Regions from separate parts of the Gossypium hirsutum genome. Here all the other regions are linked to region 2. The links are chromatin contacts, called in public Hi-C maps. All regions are on one chromosome and are shown on one strand. Each heading gives the region's core, a stretch centred on a gene start, on an enhancer-like site or on the middle of the called end of the contact. The rest is flanking DNA. Distances are from core to core; before and after follow the strand shown.

Evidence for each region. Hi-C and Micro-C count contacts between places; a contact is called where the count stands out from the background.
Region 1: a Hi-C map of callus shows a contact between it and region 2, with 2.9 times the contacts expected there. The contact joins the promoter of LOC107926614 here to the enhancer-like site in region 2. A contact is called at or near these places in 2 of 34 Hi-C or Micro-C datasets (callus and leaf).
Region 3: a contact with region 2 is called in a Hi-C map of leaf, with 4 times the contacts expected there. The contact joins the promoter of LOC107926689 here to the enhancer-like site in region 2. A contact is called at or near these places in 4 of 34 Hi-C or Micro-C datasets (callus and leaf).

The regions. Positions count from the first base shown.
Region 1 is chrA07:7,837,397-7,841,462 of Gossypium_hirsutum_v2.1, forward strand. It overlaps LOC107926614, which reads right to left and starts at 2,120. Exons shown (of 6, transcript XM_016857509.2): 1 at 1,529-2,120; 2 at 1,207-1,307; 3 at 411-508. The coding sequence starts at 1,874. LOC107926729 reads left to right here and starts at 3,638. Exons shown (of 4, transcript XR_001692249.2): 1 at 3,638-4,066.
Region 2 is chrA07:7,769,914-7,774,201 of Gossypium_hirsutum_v2.1, forward strand. No RefSeq gene overlaps it. Among protein-coding and RNA genes, the nearest start is that of LOC107926712, 18 kb to the left of the region's middle. Within about 2 kb of position 2,553, at least 8 of the 9 cell types and tissues checked have an H3K27ac peak or open chromatin away from gene starts, as enhancers often do. A contact at or near this core is called in leaf, where this site is marked.
Region 3 is chrA07:7,692,960-7,697,492 of Gossypium_hirsutum_v2.1, forward strand. LOC107926689 (serine/threonine-protein kinase 16) reads left to right here and starts at 2,558. Exons shown (of 6, transcript XM_016857579.2): 1 at 2,558-3,036; 2 at 3,707-3,849; 3 at 4,056-4,199; 4 at 4,478-4,533. The coding sequence starts at 2,823.

The DNA of each region.
Region 1 (4,066 bases), core at 870-3,369, 67 kb after region 2:
AACAAAAATAATGTTATCTAAAACACAAGTAAAAGTGCACAGTAGAGCAAGAAAATATCTAAAATGCACCTTCAGATCCAGATGACATGCACAATTACACAAGAATTGATTCTGAGAAAGATGTGTTTTAAAGAATTTCAAGTCAAATGAAAAGAAATCAATACTATTAAACGTGTGCTGAAGGCCAAACTATTTCTTCTGCAATCATAAATTCAGTGGAACATTCTATTTTTGGTTTAAAAGTTTGTGAATTCATAAAATACATAAATTAAAGGAGAAGTGCAAGGATGCAATAATCATCTGAACTACCTATATTCTGGGAGAAGCTCATTTTAAATGAAGTGGTGAATAGCAAGTGTAAATTCAGCAAAAGACAAATTGAAGGCTTAACATCGAGATGGATTACTTACGGTGCAACGTGACTGTTTACTAGTAGAAAGTATATTCTCCAGAATTTCCTCTCTCTCATAACACGCGGGCACAACTCAAACCTTAACTTTGAAATTTCCTGGAATATAGAGTAAAAGAAGTAAAACCATATTCTTCAGAAACACAAGACTCAATTACTCCAACTATCAATTGATATGAATATGCTCATGCACTATGATTACACTTACCGTGCTAATAATAAAAAGTTAACTTTGTAGTATATACAAAATAAATACACATTAGGCTGGTCAATTTACCCCCATGAAGACTCAAGAATTTGGGAAAATATCAGAGAAAAAAAGAGAGCATCACAGTTTGGTGCTTACTATTCAAACAACATTGAATGTTTTAATCCCAGCAAAAGACCATAAATTCAACAAAGATGGAAATAAATTACCATAATCTGGCAGTAGTCCCCAAAAAGGAGGAAAATTGCTATTACTATTTCATCAAATTGGAAAATAAGTATGGGACAGTTTACACCCTTTTCTGGTTCCAATGGATAGAATATCATAGTTAAACATATGATTGAGTGGAATAACAGTAATGCAAGTGCAATTATATGCAGATTATGTAGCTATTGACTATATGTTATTTGCATACAATTAACATTATAATCATTTGAAATACAATTTAATATTTTAAAACCTTTAAAATGAATTTAGATACATACTGTAGGAATAGGACAACATGTTTACTCAAGAAGATTAAAATGTCATAGGAATTAAGCATATCATAAACACACACACACACACACACACACGCTCTTATATGCACCTTAACCGTAGAAAGTACAAGCTTGGCATGTTTTTCTTGCCACTCTGTAAGATCTTGCCTTACATTTGAGATTGTGGGAACATCAGACATAGGAGAATCATCTGCCAATGAAAAGATTCATGAAATCAACTTAAGCCAGAAGATAGTTACATTGCATTTATGATATAATGAAAATTTAGAATTTCTTTCTTAGTTCCTAAATTTTCACACCAAACAACCAGAGCATCGACTTTTCAAACACTCAAATTTCGTTTTCTAGTTTTCCACTACATACCTTTTTTTCTCAGCATCCAAACAAAGCTTAAGGAAGTAATTATTTTACCAGGTAAAGGAAAATCCTGAAAGGTGCTTAATGTAATCCCCTTAACAAAATCTCTCAACTCTTCATTAATACCAAAACTCTCCAGTTCCTTCTCTTGCTCCACCATCCTCTCCGTGTTTTGTGGAGGCGCGACCCCCTCGGCGATCGACGACTTGATGAGCTCGGCTTGCTTCGCGGCTTCCGCTTTGATTTCTTCGGCTCGTTTGGAAGCCTCGGCCGCGATCTCCTTGGACCGTTTCATAGCCTCCGTTACTATATCGCCGAGCTTAGCGGAGCCTATACTGAGCTCCGACGACCGGCGAGCAGCATCCTCAGCGAAGTTCCGAGCCTTGTTCCAAATATCCATTTCGGACCAAGCCAAATGCTCAATCTTAAATTCTCTTCGTCTTTCTCCTTCCTTTGGTTTCTTCGTTGGGATTATTGTTAGAAATGTAGAAAGAAGTGAAGAATTTGATATGCTAAGGCTATGGTTGAGGTATCCACGTTTGCCATGACAGTTATTAGATTTTCGAGAATAATATATATATTTATAATTTTTTTATATTTTCGTATTTATTTTATAAATTTCTTTTCTGTCGAAACCAGAGTCTGTAGAATGACTGACTATTCACCCCATTTTATAAATTTTTAACAATATGCAATCTATTTTATAAATAAATAAATATTTATTGTATTAATCTACTTATACGGTATAAATATTCATTTGTATTCACATATTTTTTTTATCTTATAATTGCATTTAATATATTATATTTATATAAAATTTTATTATATTCATAATTTATATCTAAGTCCAAACAAAATTATATATATATAAATTAAATTTAGATATTTTCTTATTCTATTTCCAATATCATATCATGTTTTATTTTAATTCCTACTTTTATATTTGATTTTTAAAATTATAAAATTTCTGTAAGTTAAAAGCACTCTATTGAACCCACAAATTATTAGTTGAGAAAACAAGCTCAAATTTTAAAAAGGGTAATTGTTTGAATGGCTTTAGCTGTAAACAATGTGGGTTCAATAAAAACTAATCTCCGGTTTAATTTAACTTCAAAATATTTAATTTAAAAAAAATAATATAAAATTTGATTACTGAATTTTACAATTAAGTTAACATTAGTGTATATATATATTCAGTTCATTTTGACATTTAAATTTAATAATTAGATCCATTTTATTACATTTGAAAATATAAAAACTTGATAATGTAATGGAAAAGAATGATATAAAATAGTAATGTCACGTCATCTATATTTCTTTCTCAATAGTTTAATCACACATAAACATTTTCATCTTGAAAAAATAAATTATTGAAAAAGGATAATATCTTTATTTCATACAATTCTTTTTCTAATACGATACTCTAAAATTATGCTACATCATCACTTGAAAGTTTTAAGTGGTGTGTAGTATAATTTTAGATTGTCACCTTTAATGTTTTAATAATCGAACCAGTGATTAAACATGTTAGACTATTAGTTCTCCAATTCAATCAGTTTGATCAATTCAATTACTGAATCAATAATAATTAAATAAATAATTAAAAATTCATAAAAATCTAAAAAGAATAAAAAATTAACATTAAACTAATTCATCTATTAATTTTTATCTCGATTTTTAATTTTTACCAATTTAAAGCTATTTCAAAATGAATCGATACAATTTATTTTCTCAGACAGCTATATCTCATTTGGTTCCATTCATCAATTCGTCTGGTTTAGTCTTATTATAGTAAAATTAATCACATCTTCAAATATTAACAAAATTTAAATTCAAGAATCTAATTATCAACTTTAAAAACTACAACAAAAAATACAAAAATCAAAATAGATGTTAGCCAAAATTTATAATTATATTCTAAAAAGCACTCTACTGAAAGCAGTAGGCTAAAGGTCAATGTCTATCCTCAGCACCTTGGACTCATTATGCTCAAATAAAAAACCTAGTTTTTTCGAGAATCTTCTTCAACTTTTTAGATTTTTCTTTTACCCCAAAATTTAATTCCAGCCCTCAGTTTTGAATAATAAAAAAACGAAGAAGGGTACACAGAGACTAGAGAATAAACATATTTAAATTGAGTATGAAATTTCAAGGCTTCAAGATTCTCACTTCATTCTCTTCCACATATCTAATGACATGTAGGGTTATATCAACCACGTGTAAAAGATAAAGACAAGCTCTAAAAACGAAGAAAAAGTTTTACTTCATAAATCAGTCTTCTTCTTTTCTTTCTTTGCCTTATCCTTTGTTTGTTTTAGAAAGGATGTTTCTTAATTTTGACTTTCCCTTTTATTACATGTCTTCCATGTCTCTATCTATGTCTGAAAATCTTTAAAAGTTTAACAAGAACCTCCACTAGTTTATCCTTTTTTGTTGCTCTTTGGGTTTGCTTTGCTTCTTCGTAAAAATATCACTTTCCTTTTCAATATATATATATATATATAAACTAATAAGCATACTTCAGCAATCCAGCAACTGCTCCAGTTCTGGGAACATGCAAAAGTTCGAACTTTTCAGCCACTGTTACTCTCT
Region 2 (4,288 bases), core at 1,303-3,802:
TTTTTGCAATTATTTGACCATTTAACCCCCAACCTGTTTGAAATAGATAATCGACTTATCTCCGAGGTATTATAGCTGAAAAAAACCGTTGACTTCCTGTAATTGATGCATTGCCCTGAACAAATTTTATATTATTTGATGACCTTTTCAAAAACTTCTGTTCCTTTTTCAGTTGCTTCCCCAAATAAAATACAGTCATCCGCGAAGAGGAGATGAGTGATCTGAGGGCTTCTCCTACTTGCTTTAATTCCCCTTAGACCTCATTCTTCTTTTTCAAGTCTTAGTAGTGTAGAAAGCCCCTCACTGCAAATTAGGAACAAAAAGGGACTCAGTGGATCCCCTTGGCGCAGGCCTCTCGACAGAATAAAAGCTTTCCCTGGTATCCCGTTTAACACAACAGAATATGAGACGGTACTAATACACTTCATGATGAGTTGTATCCAAGATTCAGCGAACCCCATTCTAGCCATCATTTGATTCAAAGAATCCAATTCCACCCGATCATATGCTTTGCTCATATCAATCTTTAAAGCCATTAAACCTTTTTTCCCTGTTCTTTTGTTCCGCATAGAGTGAAGAATTTCGTAGGCGAGAAGGACATTGTCAGTAGTTAGCCTTCCTGGAACAAAAGCACTTTGCGCTTGATCAATGCAGTATTCTAGTACTTTTTGGAATCTGTTGGCTATAGATTTTGAAATTATCTTGTATAAAACTGAACAGAGACTAATTGGCCTACATTCTGATGGTTTTTTCGGATGAGGGTTCTTAGGTATTAAAACTATATTCGTATGATTTTGACAGTCAAAAGATTTTCCTTTATTAAGAGTATCTAAACAAAACTCCTCGTGCCCCATAATGTGCCAGTATTTTTGGAAGAAAATGGTTGGGAATCCATCTGGTCTAGGGGCTTTTGTCTCCCCTATACTATTCATTACCTCCTTTATTTCCTCTTCTTTATAACTCTTTGTCAACATCTAATTCATGCTTTCAGTGATATTTCGCTTGACACCCGAAAGGAGGTGATTGGTATCTCCTACTCCACTTGTTTCAAACAGCTTCGAGAAGTAATCTCTTATAATCTCTTCTATTTCTTCACCCTCAGTTTTGATAGTGCATTCCTTATATTCCATCTCTTGTATTTTGTTCATTCCACATCTTTTTTATGTTTGGCTATGAAAGAAAGTTGTATTTTTATCTCCTTGACGCAGCCAATTCGTTCTTGCTCTTTGTTCCTAATACATTTCCTCCTTTTCCATCTCCCAATTTAATTCTAATTTCACATCAATCATCTCTGTTAGGGTCTTGTCGTCCTTATCCATTAATTCAAGTTCAGTCAGTCTTTCTCAAAGAAATTTTAACTTCTTGATACGTTCTCTTTTAATGTTTTTCCCCCATCTCTGCATTCCATCCTGTGTATGCTCAAGTTTATCCAAGACGTTGCCAATCTTCTCTTGCCACAATTTCTTAATAATATCTTCACATGAAGGCTTAGTTATCTACCATAATTCAAATTTAAAGAGATTAACCCCATACATTGATACATTTGGCGTTGTTTGGATGAAAATTGGGCAATGATCAGAGAAGGAATAGGGTAGATGTTGTATCAAATAGTCAGAAAATAAGTTCAACCATTCTCGATTTGCAACTCCCCTGTCCAGTTGTTCCCTTATATTTGTTTCCGCAAAATTTCCCTTTTCCCAAGTATACTTTTGTCCACGATATCCCATATCTGACAGATCGCAGTCTTCTAAAGGTTTCCCAAATTCCTCCATTTGCCTTTCGTCCCTTGTTGGTTCTCCTTTTTTTTCACATGCGTACATGATTTCATTGAAATCGCCACATACACACCATGGCTTTGAGTGGCTGCTCTTCAGATGACAAAGTAAGTTCCATGACTCTTGCCTATTCGACTACTTTGGGTTGCCATAAAATCCAGTGAAACGCTATATTTTCAAATTTTCTACCTCGTTAATCTCCACATCAATATGGTTGCTTAAATAACTGTAAACTTGCACTAAGTCATTTTCATTCCAAGCAAGACTTAGTCCCCCACGTGAACCATTCGCTGAAATATCTACTCCATTGTGAAAACCACACCGTTTCCAAAACCTTTCCATTCAAACACCATTCAGTTTGGTCTCCATTAAGAAGACCATCTGGGGTTTATAAAGTTTCAACGTATGTTGAAGCCTCCTGATTGCCTGAGGATTCCCCAGTCCTCGAACATTCCAACTTAGGATTTTCATTGGTCTCGGTCAGCTGGCCATTTGCCAGCCACCGATATATTTTGTTGAAAAATTTCCCCTTTCTCCATGTTAGATCGCATCAAATCAATTATCATTCATTCTCCCAAATTCCCCTCCATAATTTTTGCTTTTTTTATTCATTCCGCATCGAGTGGTCCAGAAACGGTCTCCTCCTCATGATTGAATTTTCGTTTGCCAAATTTTGCTTCAGTCATATTGAAGTTGCTACTTTCTCTGGGGCCTAGTCGACGCCAGCCCCTTTTCTTGTGGCCCATCTGAATGCTCTCGTCTAAGATGGTGAGCCCAACATCCTTTGAATTTATTTCAGAATTATCCACAGTGCTATACCAATTAATGCTGGTCTTTTCAGTCTCTGTCATAGGCCCCATGCCTTTAGAGTTTACTTTTTGATTATCTTCTGTAGTGCTCTTGTTTTTGTGTAACTTTTCCTCCCATTTCCTAGCCGAGTCTTAAGGCAAAATATTCGCTTCTTGATTTCTCAATTGTTCCAGCTTTTCCTCCGTTTTATGTCTTTCAGAGTTCTTCTTTGAGATAACTTCTTTCTTTGGTCGTCGGGATCAGTTTGACTACTCAGATGAAAAAACATCATTGTTTTCCACCGCTTCGCTTCCTATGTACAAACATTGCTCCGTTGATTTTTTCCTTATGGCCCCAAAAATTAAACTTTCTTTCCCCACCATGGAAGATTCTGCTTTGAGTGCTAGCGAGAAAGGTTGCTCGTCATCTGCTTTAGTACGATCTTCCCGGTGAATTGTCGAACACTCCTTAACTCCATGACCCATTTTCCCACAACCAAAATAGAAAGTTGGGAGGTTTTCGTATTTAAAAGGTAGCCATATCTTCTCCTTGCCACTTGGAGAAACAAATACTCCCTTCCTTAATTATTTTTGAACATCTAGGTTTACTCTGATTTAACAAAATTCCCATTTTATCTCAGACCTTATTACTCTCCCAAAAGTGGATCCAATAGCATGAATCAGATCCTTCTTATCGCATTCAGGAGGGCACGGACCAGCTTTTATCTAGTACGGTGAAAAAACTAATTTTATCTTATTTCTCTCTATCGGTTTCGTCAGCATATCAAAAGTAATTAGTTGTTTACGAAAGAGCCATGGCCGACCTTACAGTATTTGTTCTAAGCCTTCTTCATCTTCGAATGAAATCATAAATAGATTTTGTCCAGCAATGAGGATCTCGAACTTCTTTTTTGTTTTCCAGATACTTCATAACTGCACTCTTAAGCTATTTGGATTATATGTTTTTTGTGTCCATACCGAGCATATTAACGTCGGATTCTTCGATGGAATTACTAGAGAGCTTTTCACCGTCAGTTGGATTAATTCTTCTTCAAGAAGAGCCACATCGCTCCTCTCATCCATCTATTCGAAGTCACCACTCGTCTTCTTTCCAACCACAATATTCCCTATTTCTTCGAAAAACCTAATAGAGCACTCTTGACTTCTTTTATTTTTTAAGCTGCACATTCTTCCCAACTCTTGCATTCTTCTCTTATGCTAATTTAAGTTCCCTTTTTCTGATGAGGTCGTTGAGAGTACCAAAAATATTCTATCATTATAAAATAATAAAAATAATAAAAATAATAGTATAAGGGAAGTAGGGTTAAATTCTTAGGAACCGGATTTGCACAATTGCTTGTTCCTCGAAATTCTGGTCAAAATCGTGCCTAAGAAAACCTATGTACCTGAAAAAATAAAAAATAAAATAGAATTAAACGTTTTGATCTTGGAAAAAATAAAATAAAAATTGAATTAAAAGTTTTGATTAAAATTTCGAAAATTAAAATTAAAATAATAGAAATAAATAGAGTTGAGGAAAAAGAATTCTTATGGAGAGATTCTAGCCTCCAGTTGCCTCGATCTGCCTTGGGTTCAATCATCGGCTTTTAGGTGATCTTTCTCAAACAAAATAAGCCAGTTATAGTGGAAGAGGACGCCTACGACCACCAGCTCCAAGATTTTAGACTTATGATTTTAGTGGATCCTGAATTTAGCAAACAATCA
Region 3 (4,533 bases), core at 1,308-3,807, 77 kb before region 2:
ATGTATATATATATATTAATGTATATAAAAAACTTTTATGAAATATACAAAGCGTGAAGATGACATTACAAAAACAAATTTACAATAATATAGTAACAATCACCAAAGTTATTTAAAATGCACGAATAAATAGTCAAGAATAAAAGGCTACAAAAAAAATAAAGAAAACTTAACTGGAATTAAACTAAAACAGCAGGGACAATTCGAAAATAAAACAATAACAATAAAAGGACCAATAATCAATGCACGAAAACAGATAGGGACTAAAACTGGCAATATACCAAATCCCAAATGCTGCGTTTAAGCGCGGATCCATTTGCAAACGAGTGTAAATCACAGGGCTAAATTAATAAAAAACAAAACAAGAATACGGGCTGATTTGAATACGGCGCGAAAGGGAGGGACTGATATGGAAAATAACCCTTCACCGCAAAGGCGCGCGGATCGGGCATAAAGGGGGTGGCCTAGACAGTGTCGTTTGAGACCATTATCATTGGTCTAAACGGTGCCGTTTCTTACTCCCTTAAAATCCCCAACAAAACACCCCGTTCAGCCGAACCCCCATCCATTTTCTTCTTTTCCAAACCCTAAATCCCCTTTGAAACTGCCAATTCTCCTTCCCCTAGCAGCAGTCAACAGATTTAGACTGGAGAGAACACCTTTCAGCCTTTCAATCTCCTCTTAACTTCGATATTAACTAAGCAAGAGGAGATCCACGGCGTGCTTTCAAGATAAACTCCCTCTTTTCCCTTTTTTATTCATGCCTTAGAGTAAAAAACAACAAATAAACAAAATATCAAGCCGAAAAAAAAGGAACGCCTCCGAGATTTCAGTTGGAAAATCACCTTTAAGAATCGATTGTTTTCTATTGCTTTTGTTTTTGTATGTGTATTTCTGTGTTTATGTGGCGTTTGAGTGTGTAATATGCGTGTATATATTGCATTCGTCACCAAAATACACTGATTTTTGAGGTCTTTATAGCCGAAAAGAAAGAATAATAAAAATACAATTTTCATTCCTTTCCATTTGCTACTCTGCTGTCGTTTTTTTTTTTGTATGTATTTGCTGCTGTGGTTTGTCCATTTCTTCGCAGGTACAGGTGCGTTGGCGCTCGGGTACGGGGCTGGGCTGGCGTACGGAGACGCGTGTGTGTGGCTGCTGGAGGGTACGGAGGCCAGGGCTGAGGCTTGGCTGCGGCGCGAGAGTGGGAACTGCTAGGGTTTCTGAAGTTTTAATGTTCTGGGCCTATCGAGCCTTGTAAGTTTGGGTCAGGTTTTAAATTTGGGTCTAAGTTTAGTTATTGGGCTTGGGTTATGTAGCTGGGTTTAGGTTTGTTATAAAACTGGACTGTTGTATTGGTTTAGTTTAATTTAATTTTTTTTTATTTACTTATTTTGTATATATTTTGGTTTCTAGTGGGCCCGGGCAAATTGGCCATTTACAATATTGATTTGTTTTTAAAGCTAAATTTGAGGTAATTTAGAAATCATATGAACACTATTAAGTATAGAGATATGCTTAATGTATTGAATCTTTATTCTACAAACAGGTAAATTCTGCATCGAATTACGGTCATATTAACTTGCTATAATTATATGCAATTTTAAGTTTTAGGATTATCTTGTATACATAAATGAAGTCTGTGTGATAGCATGGCATTTACGTGGGTATGAAGAATTTGTATATTATATAATTTTGTGACATGAAAGTTTATATGGTAAGATGTTTGAGGGTATGGCTGAATGGAATGGGACTTCAGTCGACAAATACAATTGTGTGTGATACGTCTTACCTTTCAATGGTATGACCTTAAACCCAAATCTTTAAATACCATGTATATAACCAGGTTGCACTGAAAAGATTAAATTTTGTTATTACTCTTTTTTTTTAAGTAAAGGTTATGAATTTAATCTTTATATTTTTATTTTTTCTTAATTTTTATATTTTTTAAATTTTAGTCTGCACTAAATATTAATTGTTAAATTTATCAAGTAAAATTCTATTATTTCTAAAATTTGATGCGTCAATATAATGTCGTGTCAGTTTATTATTTTCATATTACTTACTAAAAATTTAATTAATAGATACTATTAATTGTCATTTGTATTAATACTGAAATTTTAAAATATAAAAAATATGAGGACTTAGAAGGATCCGATTAGAGGCAATGGGCTAATTGTACACATAGTACCAGACTAATAATTGAATTTAACCAAAAAAAGTACAGGACAAATTTACCAATACAAAGACTAAATCTACGGACTAACTGTACACATAGTACAAGACTAATAATTGAATTTAACTAAAAAAGTTAAAAAATATAGTACTAAAATTTATCAATACAAAGACTAAATCTACAACTTTTTACAAAATACATTGAGTAATTAACAAAAATATATATATCCAATTTTTTTTAGGCCTAAGAGCCAAATAAAAGCTTTTTCATCTTATGTGTCTCTCTACTTAGCCAGCCAAATGGACGGATCGGATTAAATCAGATATACTCTAAAATCACCACAAGGTACAAGGACTCAAATGTAATTTCAAAATAACAGCGTTAGTAAGTGGCAGCCAGATTTTTCATGTCTGCAGTCGAGTCAAACTGACAGTAGCCAATCGCAACACAAACAGCGGAGTGGAAGAATGAAAATTTGGAGTGTCAAACTCAACCCAGATCCAGTACAAAATTAGTCTCTTAATAAACACAAGAAGCTTCTTAATGCTTCAAAACCTGACTAAACTCAAATAACAAAAATGATAGCTTGAAGATCTAAAAGGAATTTTTTTTTCTTTTTTAGTTGAAGATAGAAAAGAAAAGAACAATGGGGTGTTCATTTTCAGGGTTGAATGCTTTATACGACGCCGTAAATGGTGGAGGGGACGTTTGGATCAATGACAACAGGTTCAGGATCGTGAGGCAGTTGGGTGAAGGTGGATTCGCTTATGTCTATTTGGTGAAGGAAGTCATATCCGACGCCTCTTCAGCTTCATCTGTTGGCTTAGCCAAAAAAGTCAAGGACCCTTCTCATCTTTCCGGTTCGTCCCCTTAAAAAATTCATCTTTTTAATCTTTTTTTTTTCTGAGGAATTTATGATTTGGGTTTTTCTCTATTTCAATGGTTTTTCAATGATCTGGTTCTTTCTAAATCTTGGGTTTTTTTTTTAATTTGGTCCTTCGCTTCTTGGTCTTAAATGATTCTGTTTTTTTACTTTTGTTTGGAGGGTTTTAAGTGATTCTTTTTGTTGTAAATTAATCGAGTTTTTGTGAACTTACTGCTACTGAATGCTCTTGCCTAAGGAAAATTGAAGCTAGCTTTGGTATTTCATATGAAGATTTATGGTAAATTGTGTGGGGTTATTTTATTTCGGCTTATTATTTAGCCTTGGATCTCTAAAAGTGTGCTCTTTTTTCTTCTTTGCCACAATAGTAGTATGATTATCTCATAAAATTGAATTCATATAGGTAAGTAGGTGGAACTTTATGTGATTATCAAACTCTTGTTGGAGTTATAGACCTCAAATTATGGATATCACTTTAATCTTTGATCTCAGTTATGTTGTAAAAAACGAAGGCCTTGGACATAGAATTTCATACTTCATAGCGAATCTTGTCTTTGGTCTATGACAGTTTGACTGCTTGCCTAACGGGTTCTGATTTATGCATCTTTAATCTGGATTTACATCTTAAATTTGGGTTGCATTTGTAGATGATGGAACTTATGCAATGAAAAAAGTTCTCGTTCAGAATAATGAGCAGTTGGAATTGGTTCGTGAGGAGATCCGTGTTTCATCCTTGTTTAGTCACCCTAATCTGCTTTCACTTCTTGATCATGCTATTATTGCCATTAAGGTAATTATTCAGATACCTTATTCTCTTATGTCCTAAACGTTTTTGAATTTATCAGCTCATTTACCTTTAAGGTTGGTGTAAAACTTAAAATGGGAACAATTTTCGAGATGCTCTTGTGTTTCGTTTGATGGCTCATTTCTTCTTCTTTTGAAGGACTTTTAATGCAAAATTGTGTTTGTCTAAAACAATTTCATTTCATTGGCTAGCCTACACAAGAAGGATCATGGAATCATGAAGCATATTTGTTATTTCCTGTTCATTTGGATGGAACATTACTGGACAATTCCAATGCTATGAAAGCTAAAAAGGAATTCTTTTCTACCTCAGATGTTCTTCAAATATTTCGGCAGGTGAGTAAAACTATCTTATTGTTTTGAACTATGCAATCCCATTCCTCATGTTATAATATTTCTCAAAAAAAATTGGTAACTATGCGATACAAGTAATCAAATGTATCTCATGGATTTTGCTTAGACTTTACCATCTAGCTTCAATGTTATAATATTTGCTCATTTAATGTTTTAGGATCCCCTCTTGACTTCCTTTTTTGTATTTTTCGGATTTATGGATGTTATAACTGATTAGAAATAATTGTAAGCATTTTAACCGGACCAAATTATATCTGCAGCTGTGTGCAGGGCTGAAACATATGCATGGTCTTGTTCCTCCATATGCACATAATGA